Regions from separate parts of the Mus musculus genome. Here region 2 is linked to region 1. A link is a contact called in public Hi-C data. All regions are on one chromosome and are shown on one strand. The core of a region is the stretch at or near the end of the contact, and the rest is flanking DNA. Distances in the headings are between cores, read along the strand shown.

Evidence for each region. Hi-C and Micro-C count contacts between places; a contact is called where the count stands out from the background.
Region 2: a Hi-C map of cerebellar granule neurons shows a contact between it and region 1, with 1.7 times the contacts expected there. The contact joins the promoter of Cdh7 here to the enhancer-like site in region 1. A contact is called at or near these places in 3 of 39 promoter capture datasets (the 3T3-L1 cell line, embryonic stem cells and hippocampal neurons), 2 of 484 Hi-C or Micro-C datasets (cerebellar granule neurons and cerebellum) and 1 of 115 datasets of contacts at active chromatin or transcription factors (embryonic forebrain).

Annotation. Positions count from the first base shown.
Region 1 is chr1:107,766,110-107,772,321 of GRCm38.p6, forward strand. No RefSeq gene overlaps it. Among named protein-coding and RNA genes, the nearest start is that of Gm24267, 13 kb to the left of the region's middle. Within about 2 kb of position 1,297, at least 2 of the 459 cell types and tissues checked have an H3K27ac peak or open chromatin away from gene starts, as enhancers often do. A contact at or near this core is called in cerebellar granule neurons, where this site is marked.
Region 2 is chr1:109,980,931-109,986,977 of GRCm38.p6, forward strand. It overlaps Cdh7 (cadherin 7, type 2), which reads left to right and starts at 2,793. Exons shown (of 12, transcript NM_172853.3): 1 at 2,793-2,961.

The DNA of each region.
Region 1 (6,212 bases), core at 47-2,546:
CTTTCATACAGTCCTGTTTTTCTTCTTGAGTTCTTTCTTTGTGAAATGGTTACTCATACTTTATGTAAATTCATTTTAAGTGAGACTGTGTAGCTAAATAGAGTTTATCTTCATTTCACCAAAGCTGTCATAATATGGTTATCTGTCCGGGTTTCGCTACTTTCCAGAATGCATTTATTCTTTACATTTATTATTATGGTTTTAATATCTTACTGAAGAGAAGATACACATTGAGGCCTTCACCAAAACTTTTGGACTAGTAAATAAGATAAAATTGTGGAAAAAAATGGACTATAAATTATTTAGCTCACGTTACTAAATTGAAATAAGATCATACTGGATTCAGCAAACTCTGAATCCAGTGATAAGTGTCTTGCTAAGAAATAGAATGTAAATTTGGGGATCAATCACACTATCATTGTGACACAGAGAAGAGGGAAGCTGGACAGACACAGCCATAAGCTAAGGGTCACATATCATAGCAGCCATGAGAAGATAGACGAAGCAAGAAAAGATCTTTCAATACAGCCAATAAAGGGGATATGACAGCCCTGTTAACATCTTGATTTTAGAAAATTTTCCCACAGAACTGTGAGAGAAAGACTCAACTGTTTTGTGGAATTCTGCTAAATGTACTATTAAACTGGTAAGGGCATCACATTTTAATTTTCAAGGCAAAATATGTGCATATGGGAAAACTTACCAGAACATTATGATTCACTTTAGAAGTCTGGATATAAGCCACTTAAATACCACAAACCCAGGATTACAATTCCAAAGAACAGTTTTTGAGGACCAAATTCTGTTTTAATCATCATACTAATGTCTGCCTTGAGATTCCACTCTCTCATCTACAGTCTTGGTTTTATACCTAGGTGTTGTTAGAAATCTTATATAGAAATCTGTATAGATCTCTATAGAAACTAAAAATACATTGTTTTGGAAAGAATATGTATCTTAATGGGTATCTTTACTAAATATTTCCATGAGAGCACCATACAGCCTATTAAATAGCTAGGGAATGGGAGCTATTCATTTTCTTTCTATCTACAGAATTTTTATATGGTCCCTTAGAGGTTTCTTAATTCTAAAGTGGTTTTCTTTTTTTCTTTTTCCTGATTTGGATGGAAAATATCAGCTTCCTTTACTGAAATTCTTCCAATTGCTTCTCCAAATGTCAGTTGTATTGGACTTTCCTGAGGGGGAAAAATATTGCTGTCAGGGAAGCAGTTTGCAGATCAAGTAGATAACAGAAGCCAGGGTGCTATTATTAGCTGGGAGGCACTGAGGCTTGCAGGTTACACAAGGGAGGGAAATGGCAACATTCAGGTAAGAGGAGAGAATAGGAAACGGATCAGGAAGGATAGCTGCGCTTTTCTCTCATCACTTTCCTACCAATAAACAAAGAGAAGCGGTTCAGCAGGAATCTCTGGACTGTCTGTCTGTCTACTACCACCTCCTGTCTGTCTGTCTACTACCACCTTTTGAATCTAAATTACCAAAAAAATTATAATAGCTTTTTAAAAAGCATTTCAAGGTTGGTTGTAAAATCTCCAGTTTGGGTCAGTGGGCACAAATGAGCAGCCAAAAGTCAAGCCACATGTTAGAGGAAAGTTATTTATATCTTGCCCTATGTGGCTGTGTCCCAGCTCAGGGGAACTGCAGACAGCCCTTTCTCAAGTTGCCCTGTGTTGCTTCACAGTTCACAACAATCTGACTAATGGTTGCAATTTCTTCTCTAATTAGATTTTTGTCATGTGAAAATGCAAAGGTTCTTTATTTCTGCTTCACTTTCCCCTTCACCTTTCCCCACGTTTGATTTTATTTTTATTCACAACTTGGTTTGGTGATTCTGTGGAAATTTTCTCAGCCTTGGCCACGGTATCCTTAGTGCTTCATCTCTGGCAGCAATTTTGTGATGCTTGTCAGCTTCCATTTTACCCTGTGTGTCTTCTTTCTATATAAAGCTCAGCCATTAGTCATTGTTTTGGTTTTTTTTTTGTTTGTTTTTTTTTTTTTGTTTTTTTTTTTTGTTTTGTTTTGTTTTTTAAAGATAATGTTGGTTATGAGCCTGGAACAACTTGAATAAACTTGCAATAAATGATCCTATCCAAATGCAGAGAGAATTCACCAGGCACTGGCAATAACCGGGGCTTTCAGCCAGCATCAGTAAAAGCTGTCACCTCCCAAGCAAAAGCACTGAGTGGTGCCACAGGCAACTCTTCATAATTGGCCTTCCCAGGAACCAGTGTCTTTTAGTGGAATTGCCCTTAACAGCTACCACACATTCTCTCGTGCATGCACTCTACCTACCAAAAATTAAATTTCCAAGTCAACATTCTGAAATCCTTTTTAGCAAATGACTCGATTTTCAATCTCTTGACAATCAAGGAAGCAGATCTCCATTGAGGACTCCTTCCAAGCCTCTAAGCAAGGCTAACTCTAAGTTCCTTTAAATAACACAATTTGTTTGTTCTCATAATTTGAAACAAAATAGTGCTTGGTGAGGAATGGAAACAATGTCATATTTGCAATCTTGCCTCGTGAAAAGGCTCCTAGAGAAAGCCTGATGAAATTCTCAGGACAGAGATGTCAGCACTACTGGATTTTAGTACACCAGTCCTTGGAACTTATACATATTAAGGGAGCTTGAAACCCTCCTTGTTTTGCTGGACAAATCAGCCAGTACTTTATATTTTTTATGTGATCTTATTGATCATGGAAAATTTAAGAACCTTTTCCTAACTATAATTTGAGTATTTTTAATATTGAAAACTCATTTAGAATAGGTAGAAATTAACTTGTTGTAAACTAAGTATCAAATAAATCAGTAATAAAAAATTAAGCAAGCCATATTGCCAATACATAGCCCCTCTCGTATGGAACAAGTGTGTGTGTGTGTGTGTGTGTGTGTGTGTGTGTGTGTGTGTGTGTGTGTGTGTGTGTGTGTATGAATGTTTGTATGTGTGTATGTATGTATCTATGCATATGTATATTGGTATATATGTGAGTATATATGGATTATGTACATGTATATATGTATGTGTATGTATTTTTGTGTATGCATGTGTGCATGTCTGTACAAGTGTATATGTATCCATGTATGTGTATATGTGTGAGTGTGTATCCCTGTGCCCATTCATACATGTTCTTGTTCATGTTCTTGACTTGAGTGTTGGTCCTCGAGTTTCCAACTTGTTTTCTTTGCTCACTGATGCATATTTCAATCTTCTTGAGCATGCAGCTTCCAGGAACTCCCATGCCTCTGTGTCCCATCATGAAGCAGGAATCCAGGAATTACAGATATTCACTATTGTTTCTGCTTTTATGTAGATTCTGTGAATCTGGACTCAAGTCTTCAAGCTTATGCAGCAAGAACTTCACACAATCTACCATCTTCTGAGCTCTAGAGTATGTACTTTTAGTTTTTTAGAAGTAACTTTACTGCAAACCACTCTTTTAAGTATGCATAACATCATGCCAGTCTTTACTTTAGATGCTCCAGTGTCTTCCATCATATGCAGAATAAAACTGAAGCTTATACACAACATAACTTTTTAAATTTAATTTTTATTTACTTATTTTTTCATTTTATATCTCACTCACTGCCCCCCTCCTGGTCACTCCTCCCACATTCCTTCCCCAATTCTCCCCCCCCTTCTCCACTGAGGAGGTAGGAGACCCTAGGTATCCCCACCCTGGAACTCCAAGTTTCTGCTCAGCAGGTGCTTCTGCTCACACTGAGGCCAGATTAGGCAGCCCAGCTAAAAGACCATATCTCACATACAAGCAATAGGTTTTGAGATAGCCACCAGCACAGTTGATCGGGATCCACATGAAGACCAAGCTGAACATTTGCTACCTATGTGTAGGGACACCTATGTCCAGCCCGTGTATGTTCTTTGGTCGGTGATTCAGACTCTGAAAGTCCAGGTTAGTTGACTCTGTTGGTCTTCATGTGGAGTTCCTATCCCCTTCAGGGCCTGCAATCCTTTTTCCTATTCTTCAACAAGAGTCTTCAAGCTCCTTTTACTGCTTATCTGTGGGTTTCTGTATTTGTCTGAGTCCACTACTGCTGGGTAGAGCCGCTCAGAGAACAACTAGCTCCTGTCTGCAAGCATAACAGAGCATCATTAATAGTGTTATGATTTGGTGGTTACCAATGGGATGGGTCTCAAGTTGGGCAAGTTATTGATTAGCTATTCCCTTAGACTCTGCTCCATTCCCTGTCCCTGCATTTTTCTAAACAGGATACTTTTTCTGTTGAAAGTTTTGTGGGTGGGTTGGTGTCTCTGTTGTTCCACTGGGGTTCTTGCCCAGCTATAGGAGGTGGCAACATCAAGTTCCATATCCCCAATGTAGTAAGTCACAGCTAAGATCACCCCAGTGATTCTTGGGCACCTCCTTTATCCCATGTTCCTGACTCCACCTGGCCCTCTATCTCTTCACCCCTGTTAATTGCAAATTTCCATTAGACATATCTCCTGTCCTTCCCCACACATGAACCTAAGCCCTGTTTTCCCCTTCACATCTCCCCTCTCCCAGTTCCACTTCCCTCCCTCTATCTGCCTTTTATGTCAATTTTATTCCACCTTCTAAGGGAGATTCAAGCTTCCTTGCTTAGGCCTTCCTTCTTGTTTAGCTACTGTGGGTCTGTGGAGTGTAACATGGTACTTGTCTTTTATGGTTAATATCCACTTACAGGTGAGTACATACCATGCATGTTCTTTGGGGATAGGGTTTCCTCACTCAGGATATTTTCAAATTCCATCCATTTGCCTGAAAAATTCACGATATCTTTGAATTTAATAGCTGAATAGTATTTCATTGTGCAAATGTACCTCATTTTCTTTCCATTCTTCAGATGAGGGACATCTAGACCAGTGAATCTTAAACATTAGCCTTCTGTCAGTTTCCAGTTCCTTGGTGTAATGAATAAAGTTGCTATGAACATAGTTGAGCAAGTGTCCTTATGGAATGTTGGAGCACCTTTTGGGTACATGCTCAGGAGTGGTATAGCTGCATCTTGAAGTAGAATTTTCACAGTTTTATGAGAAAACACAAAATTGTTTTCCAAAGTGATTGTATAAGTTTGCAGTCCCACCAGCAATGAAGAAGTGTTGCCCTTGCTCCACATCCTTGCCAGCATGTATTATCTCTTTCAGTTTTTGATCTTAGCCATTTAGATGACTATAAAATGGAACCTCAGATATTTTGATTTGCATTGCCATGATGGCTAAGGACTTTGAACATTTCTTTAAGTGTTCTTGGCCATTTGAGATTCCTCTGTTGAGAATTCTCTGTTTAGTTCTGTACCCCACTTTTTAATTGGGTTATTTTGGTTGTTGGTGTCTAACTTCTTGAGTTCTTTGTGAATCTTAGACATTAGCCTTCTGTCATGGGTAGGGTTGGTGAAAAACCTCTTGGAATTTGTAGCCTGCCAATTTGTCCTATTGACAGAGTCCTTTGCCTTACAGAAGCTTTTCAGTGTCATGAGGTCCCATTTATCCTCTGTTGGTCTTAGAGACTGAGTCATTGATGTTATCTTGTCATTTGTTCCTATTCACCATGGGTATTATCCACTTTCTTTTCTGTGAGGTTTTATGTATCCAGTTTTATGTTGATGCCAGGGTCTAGCCTTAGTGGGGTCTTCTTTCTTGTCGGTTTTCCTTGAGGCAAGGGAGGGGAAGGAACATCAGTGGAGGATAAGACTTTGGTCTTACAAAATATAGGGTTGCTGCATACTAATTAAAGTCCACTTATCTAAGTCTAAGTTACTTTGCTACTATAGCTAACTCACCTTCTGTGTTCCTCTGAGGCCACAAATGGCAGTCTCTGCCATTAGCATCTCATCCGAAAATAGTAGTAGATTAAGTAAAGGATTAATTGCTAGAGCCTTTCCCTTTTGTACAAATGCCTCTTGTTTGTCAGGCTAGGGAGACGTTTGAAAAATAAACTTTTATTAATCAAGGAGAAGAGTATAACACTTAAAAAAAGAAAAGCTGCTACATATGCAAATACGCATAAACTCACATAAATTCATATATGCATTCATACATGAGCATTTATATATTTCCATTCAAACCAGTTGGATTCAGCTTGCATACATTCTCACAATCACATACTTAAACACACAAATCCATACTTACTTATGCATTTGGAGCAAAAGACCAAGCACCAGTGTAGAAAGAACTCACTCATTCTGAAAGAAA
Region 2 (6,047 bases), core at 1,543-4,042, 2.2 Mb after region 1:
CCCCCCCCCTTTTTTTTTTTTTTTTTAGTTTTCAGTCCATAAGGGCTATAAGAAAAGTTAGTGTCCCAGAATGCAGTTCATTATGCAAAGTAAGTATATGCAAGTTTGGGGAGGGGTGGGGGAAGGGTGGGGGGAGGGTTGATGGGGTTGGGGAAGGAAGGATGCAGCATTGTAGATTAAGTGCTAGGAGCAAGGAAAACTCAGGATTTGAGCTTTTCAAAGAGCCAGAACCCTACGCCAGTGTGTTTAAGGTCTAAATATCTGGACAATGAAGTATTTCTGGACCCAGACAAGCATAGTCTTGAGGAAATCAACAAACAAACTACGAAAAAACAAGGATATTTTCCAAAGCCTTTTTAGTTTTGGTAATGTACTAGAAAACAAAGAGGTAACAGATTTACCAGGAGTTCAAAGATACTGGATTGGTAGCATAAATTTTACGATTTTACCTTATGTATTTATTGTTTATATTTATTTTAAGACAAGGTGTTTCTGTGTAGACCAGCTAACTTTGATTTCAAGATCCTCCTGTCTTAGTCACTTGAGTGCAGTCCATTTTAAATACTGGGCAGAGGGGGAGGGGGATAGAAGTTAAAAGTTCAGAAGAAATTAAATTGGGCGAAGGGCAAGAAGGATCCACCAAATAGACTGAATGAGAAATCAAGGAATCAGAGTCTGAGGGTGAGTCTGTTCTCTGATTGTGGAGTGCGTTGAGTGGGCAAAAGGAGGGCGTGAAAAATGAAAAGCAAAGAAATGCACACTGATCTGTTCACCTCTCATCTCCCTGACTAAACACCAAGTCACCAGGTTAAATCAAGCACCCCACAGAGGCAAAACAAAACAAAACAAAACAAAAAACAAAACAAAACAAAACAAAACCGAGTTACATACAGATGGCTGCGTGCATTGTGAATAAAAACCCAGCTACTCTCTCTTTCCCCTCTTGCTGACCTCCAGAAGCTCCTAGATTCCACCATGCCTGGAAATCACACCCGTCAGAAGTTTTGCATTAAAGAGTACAGCAAGGGAGTACATATGCTGCAAGTAAAGAAAGAAAAAAGTAGGGCAGTCCGAGGAGAATGAAAGGGCAAAACTATCAAGCAATAAAATTGTAAGTTCTGGTTAGTTTTATGACTTCCATGGTGCCTCAAGAGCTTAATTGGTAAAGGTTTCTTAGACAGGCTGACGGGAGAGGGGAAGGCTTGAAAATAATTTCTTAAAACTCCCCTACTTTCTTGCTTTAAGATGCAAATACTTTGGTGGTGGGAGGGATGAGGGGGAGGCTTGAGGCCCTCCCACTTTCAACCTTCTTTATTTCTCTGCAAAGGAATCCATCTGCACTGATCAGTCATCCAGGAGCTGGAGGAGGATGCGCGCGCGCGCATGTGTGTGTGCATATGTGTGTGTGTGTGTGTGTGTGTGTGTGTGTGTGTGTGTGTGTGTGTGTGTGTGTGAGTGTATGTGTGTGTGTGTGTGTCTGTGTGTGTCTGTGTGTGTGTGTACGCGCGCGCGCGCATGCCGACTAAGCGTCTCTCTCTTGGCAATCTTAGCCAACAGCGCTTTCTGTTTCTCCAGGAGGTCCTGAAGTCTCTGTAGCCTCTCAGACAAGGTGCCAGTGGTAACCCGCGGCGATCTGCATCTCCCTCTAATGCGCACTCCCAAGTCGGCCCCTGCGCGCCCTCTCGCAGTCACCCGCGCTCGCCCTCCCGCCCTCTCCGGGGACGCGCGCTCTGGTTGGCTCCGGACTTGGTACCCTAGACTGTTGTGCAGAGGATTAGCGTGTGTGGGGGATGGGGGTGGAGGGTGGGGGTGGGAAGGGAAGAATAATGATGGCCCTTTTCGTCCCTATCAAGAGCGGGACCCTAGCATTCAATGACCCCCAGGGTCCTTGTGCCCTGCGGAGTGCGTTGTGATTGGAAGACGAGTAGGCTGCTGCGGGGCTGAGCAGGTGCCGGTCCGCTGCTTCTGTGTCTGCCCGGCGCTCATAGCTGGGAGCACAGCGTCCCTGAGCGCCCGTGGATCCCCCACCCCTTCCACCCCCTTGCCAAGTGCGCATTCTTTTAAATGCAAACGCCATGGTTTCAGGTGCCTGATGCTGCTGGCAGGGTAGAGAGGCCCCAGGTGAGTGTATGTGTGCCTCCTTTGGGGCTGGGGAGGTCGCCCTCGCAGAAGCGCGCCCTCGCTGCGCACCGCGGGGAGCCGGACAGATAAGTGAGCAAAGAGCGGGAGTAGGGGGGGAGGGTATCCGTGCGGAGTTTCCCGTGGCGTTCCCAAGTTACTGCGTGTTGTGTTGAGACGTGCTTCTGCCTGGCAGGACAGGCTTGAGGACTGAGTTCTCCCGAGATCCTCCAGGAAAGCAGTGTTGACAGACACCAGGTGCAACGCGAGGGAAGTAGTCAGGGTGAGAGTGAATCCCAATCCCAGCCCACTTCAAATGCAGAGGTAAACACTCGCCATCTCCACCGCTGTCCTCTAAGAGGTACCCAGCGGATCTTTCCGTGGACCTTGAACTGATGCTGGCACAACTCGGAGCAAATTGTGCCACCGCTTTCTGCAGAGGTCTGAGGCTGGAAGGAGGTGTGTGCCTTGTGTAAGCAGGAGCAGGATTCCTTTGAACCATCTGCCCTAGACCTCTTTGGCCTTATGTGAATGTGGAACTCAAGTATGGTTGCTCTTTTTTTCCCCCCTAGTAATTAGTATTCCGTTGGTCAGGTGCATCTTCAGGGTTTGCTTCCACTTCGCCTCTTTGTACCTTTGGTGTGAGCTGGGAAAAGGGCACCCTGCTTCTCTGGAATTCATTCTGGACTTGGACATCTTCGTGGGTTCACTTGGCACAAGGCTAGTTGCTGGTATTCAGCCTTCCAGCCTCCCAGCGTGGATTGATACAAAAGGACCTTAGCTTTGAATGGCTTCACGGTTTAGATCATTAACCCTTCGGATTTCTTAGATGTCATAGTTCAGGTAAGTAAAGATTACCAAAATAAATTAACCCTGAACTGGGGAAATCATAAGCTGTTAGGGAAAAAAAAAATCACAGATTTAGAATCTCTAGACTGTGAAAAATTTGCATAGTAATTCATTAATATTTGTAAAACACCTTTTACTTTGCAAGAGATATATTTAGGTCATGTATTAAATTCAATATTTATAAAAATAAGACTTACCCTCCACAATATCAGTGCCCAGCAGGTGTTTTGTTTTGTTTTTTACAGAGGTGGATTGACAGAACTTTAATCTCTCTTTACAGATAGGAAAATTTATTGTCATCGTATTGAAATTGCAAATTGACAGTATTTGCTGTTAAAGGTAGATTGCTAGTGCAAAAACCAAAAATGTATTTTTAGAGTTCTGTTGTAGTAGGAACCATTATTAAAAGGAAGTTTGTGTAGATGCACGGTCAGCAAAATCTAAGTAGTTTTGAGTCTTTATAAAGAGTTGTTAAGGGGAAGGAAGAACTAAGAGTAATTCCAACTGCACCTTCCAGAAACCCACTCAAACAGCTCGTTTTCTAAAGAACTGGTCAGACGTCATGTTGAGCCAAATGCTTGCTATTCTATGTGAAAGAGAAATGCATTCAAATGACTTTCTTTATTTTTACGGGCTATTTTGAAAAGCATGGAGTAACTGCAAAAGTATAGGTTGCTGGCCAGCAACTTCATGGTAATCTTCCTTGTGTACTCCTGTTTAATTGTCAGTGGCTAAGTGGAAGCTGTGAGGCAGCATCCAGTTTTAATAGTTTTATCTGAGTAAGCTTGCTGAAATTTTGTGTGTGGAAAGAGAAATAAAGCAAGAGGCACAGCCTATCACCCTCCTAGAAGCTATTCTAGTTTGTAGTGTTACTAAAAGGGCATTGTGCACTCTCAGTGTGAAGTATTACTGTAATTAAAGACTGCGATAGGTCATTAGAATTGCATTAACTATCAGTTGACAGATGCACACCTCTTCCTAAGTCTACTTTTATTGATTTAGTGTCAGAGAGTTGTTCTCTTTCTTATGAAAGGCTACTACAAGGCATCTATATTAGTGAAACGTACCCTTGAATTGACTCTCGGTTTTTAGCATCCAATAGGGAGAGAGGGTGGAGAACATATTTGTTGGCTACTGCTCAGCCTTCTTTGGTCTGAAAAATAAAACCACTGTCTCTTTTCAGGCATCATTTTCTTGCCAGCATTGCTATTATTCAGTATTTTGGTTTCTAAGTGGTATCAGGGGTCTAAACTTCTCAGACTGTATATAGATATCAAAAAAAAAAAAAAAAAAAAAAAAAAAGAAAAGAAAAAGAGAATGAATACATCTATGTGTCAAGTTAAATACTTTTCCAAATCTTTCAGAAAGGTGCTATATACTAAATCCTTAACTTGTTTTCTTTTGTACATATTATTGTTGAGTGATTCCAACCGTCCTGAATTTTATAAGGATTTATATTTATTGCTTCAACAGCTTGCAGTGCATCACAGTGTTCTTTCTTGGAAGGAAAAAGAAATAGAAAATGTTTTTTACTTCATTAGAAGGCTTCAAACCCATATCTTAAATTGAGAATTTTAGAAACTTCCAGACTAGCCTGCATGCACGAGTTAATTCCAAAGGGACAGAAATGCAAGTGTTTGTGCAGTGAATAAGAGAGTCTGACTTTCCTTGCTCTGGTGGCAAAGGGGAGCTGAGGGCAAACCATGTGACAGAGTCCTGTGTGACCATCTCCCTAGCCTCTAACAAGCAGAGGAGATCTAACTCTGACCAACAGTACAACAGTGCCTCCTCTGGGAATTTGCTGGTTCTGCAGAGAAGCCCCCTTGATCACTGCCCCCTCCCCCACCTTGTCTTGCAAGACTCCTCACTGACAGAATGTCCAGGGCCATTTAATATGCAGATGTCTATCCATACATTCAGTTCTTATTACAGAAAAGATTTTTCATTCTTGAAAATTTTATTTCAAGTTATTTTGTAAAGTATTTATTGGAACATAAAGCCTTTCACGGAAGTCGTGTAAATCACACCTGACAGAAAGGTGTAATACAAGGGCAAATTAAAAACTAAAACTAGAAAAACAAGATTTTCTATAATAATAAAATGTAAAGAGGTAGCCCTAGAAGTACAATACATCCATTTAGTTATTACATAAATAATTCAGGAGGGCTGTGGTTTGTTACTTTGTTTACTTTTTAATTTGTACAGGCTTCAATATAAACCATGTGCTTTTCCCCTTTTTTATTTCTTTCTCCCAAGAGAGAAGTTGTTTCTATTTCAGTGCAATTATCTATATAATCCACTTAGGGAAAATTTTTCCTCATGGTTGATAGCCAGATGCACACTAAAGGCTATGTGATTAATTTCTAGGGCCCCTGACTCTATACTGAAGCTTGTTACTAGTAGGAGATTGTGGTCCATGGTTTTAGTGTTGTGTAGCCTAGGAAGTTAATGGACTTCATCATGGTCTCATTATGTGAGAAATCTCAAAGAACAGAAATTCCCAAAGCTCACTAATTGAAATGAAATTATATAATACAAATATACATACAAATGCATATACATATATATGTATGAGTGACACCAATATTACATAGGATTAATATTAAATTGACAGAATGTCATGTTAAATAACATACAAATTCAGCCTAATGCATAACAGTAGTGTTTTACCATGCTAGAGACTATAGATGGTAAGATTATATCTAGAATGATAATAATAGCATGCAGCTTTATATATTAGGATTTATAGTAACAACCCATAAGGTAAAACTGGCATGCTAGTTATTTTCATGAATAAAATCTTCCTATTTATTAATTTTGTATTCTGAAATACTGTTCTAAATTGATGCCCTATTTCTAAATTTCCCAATGGAATGTTTTTCAGGTTTTTTTTTTTTTCAGTAGAAATGGTTAACTTCTTAGTGTTCTAACATAGTTTTTGATAATCAAGGAATTTCAGTAGTGAAAAGGTAATCTTATTTTTTTGATACCGCTCACTGTCTATGTTTTTTTTTTTTTAATATAGTCAAAGTTTCTAGAAAAAAAGTTTCCTTAACCCTTTACTTTCATTCTCAACTTCA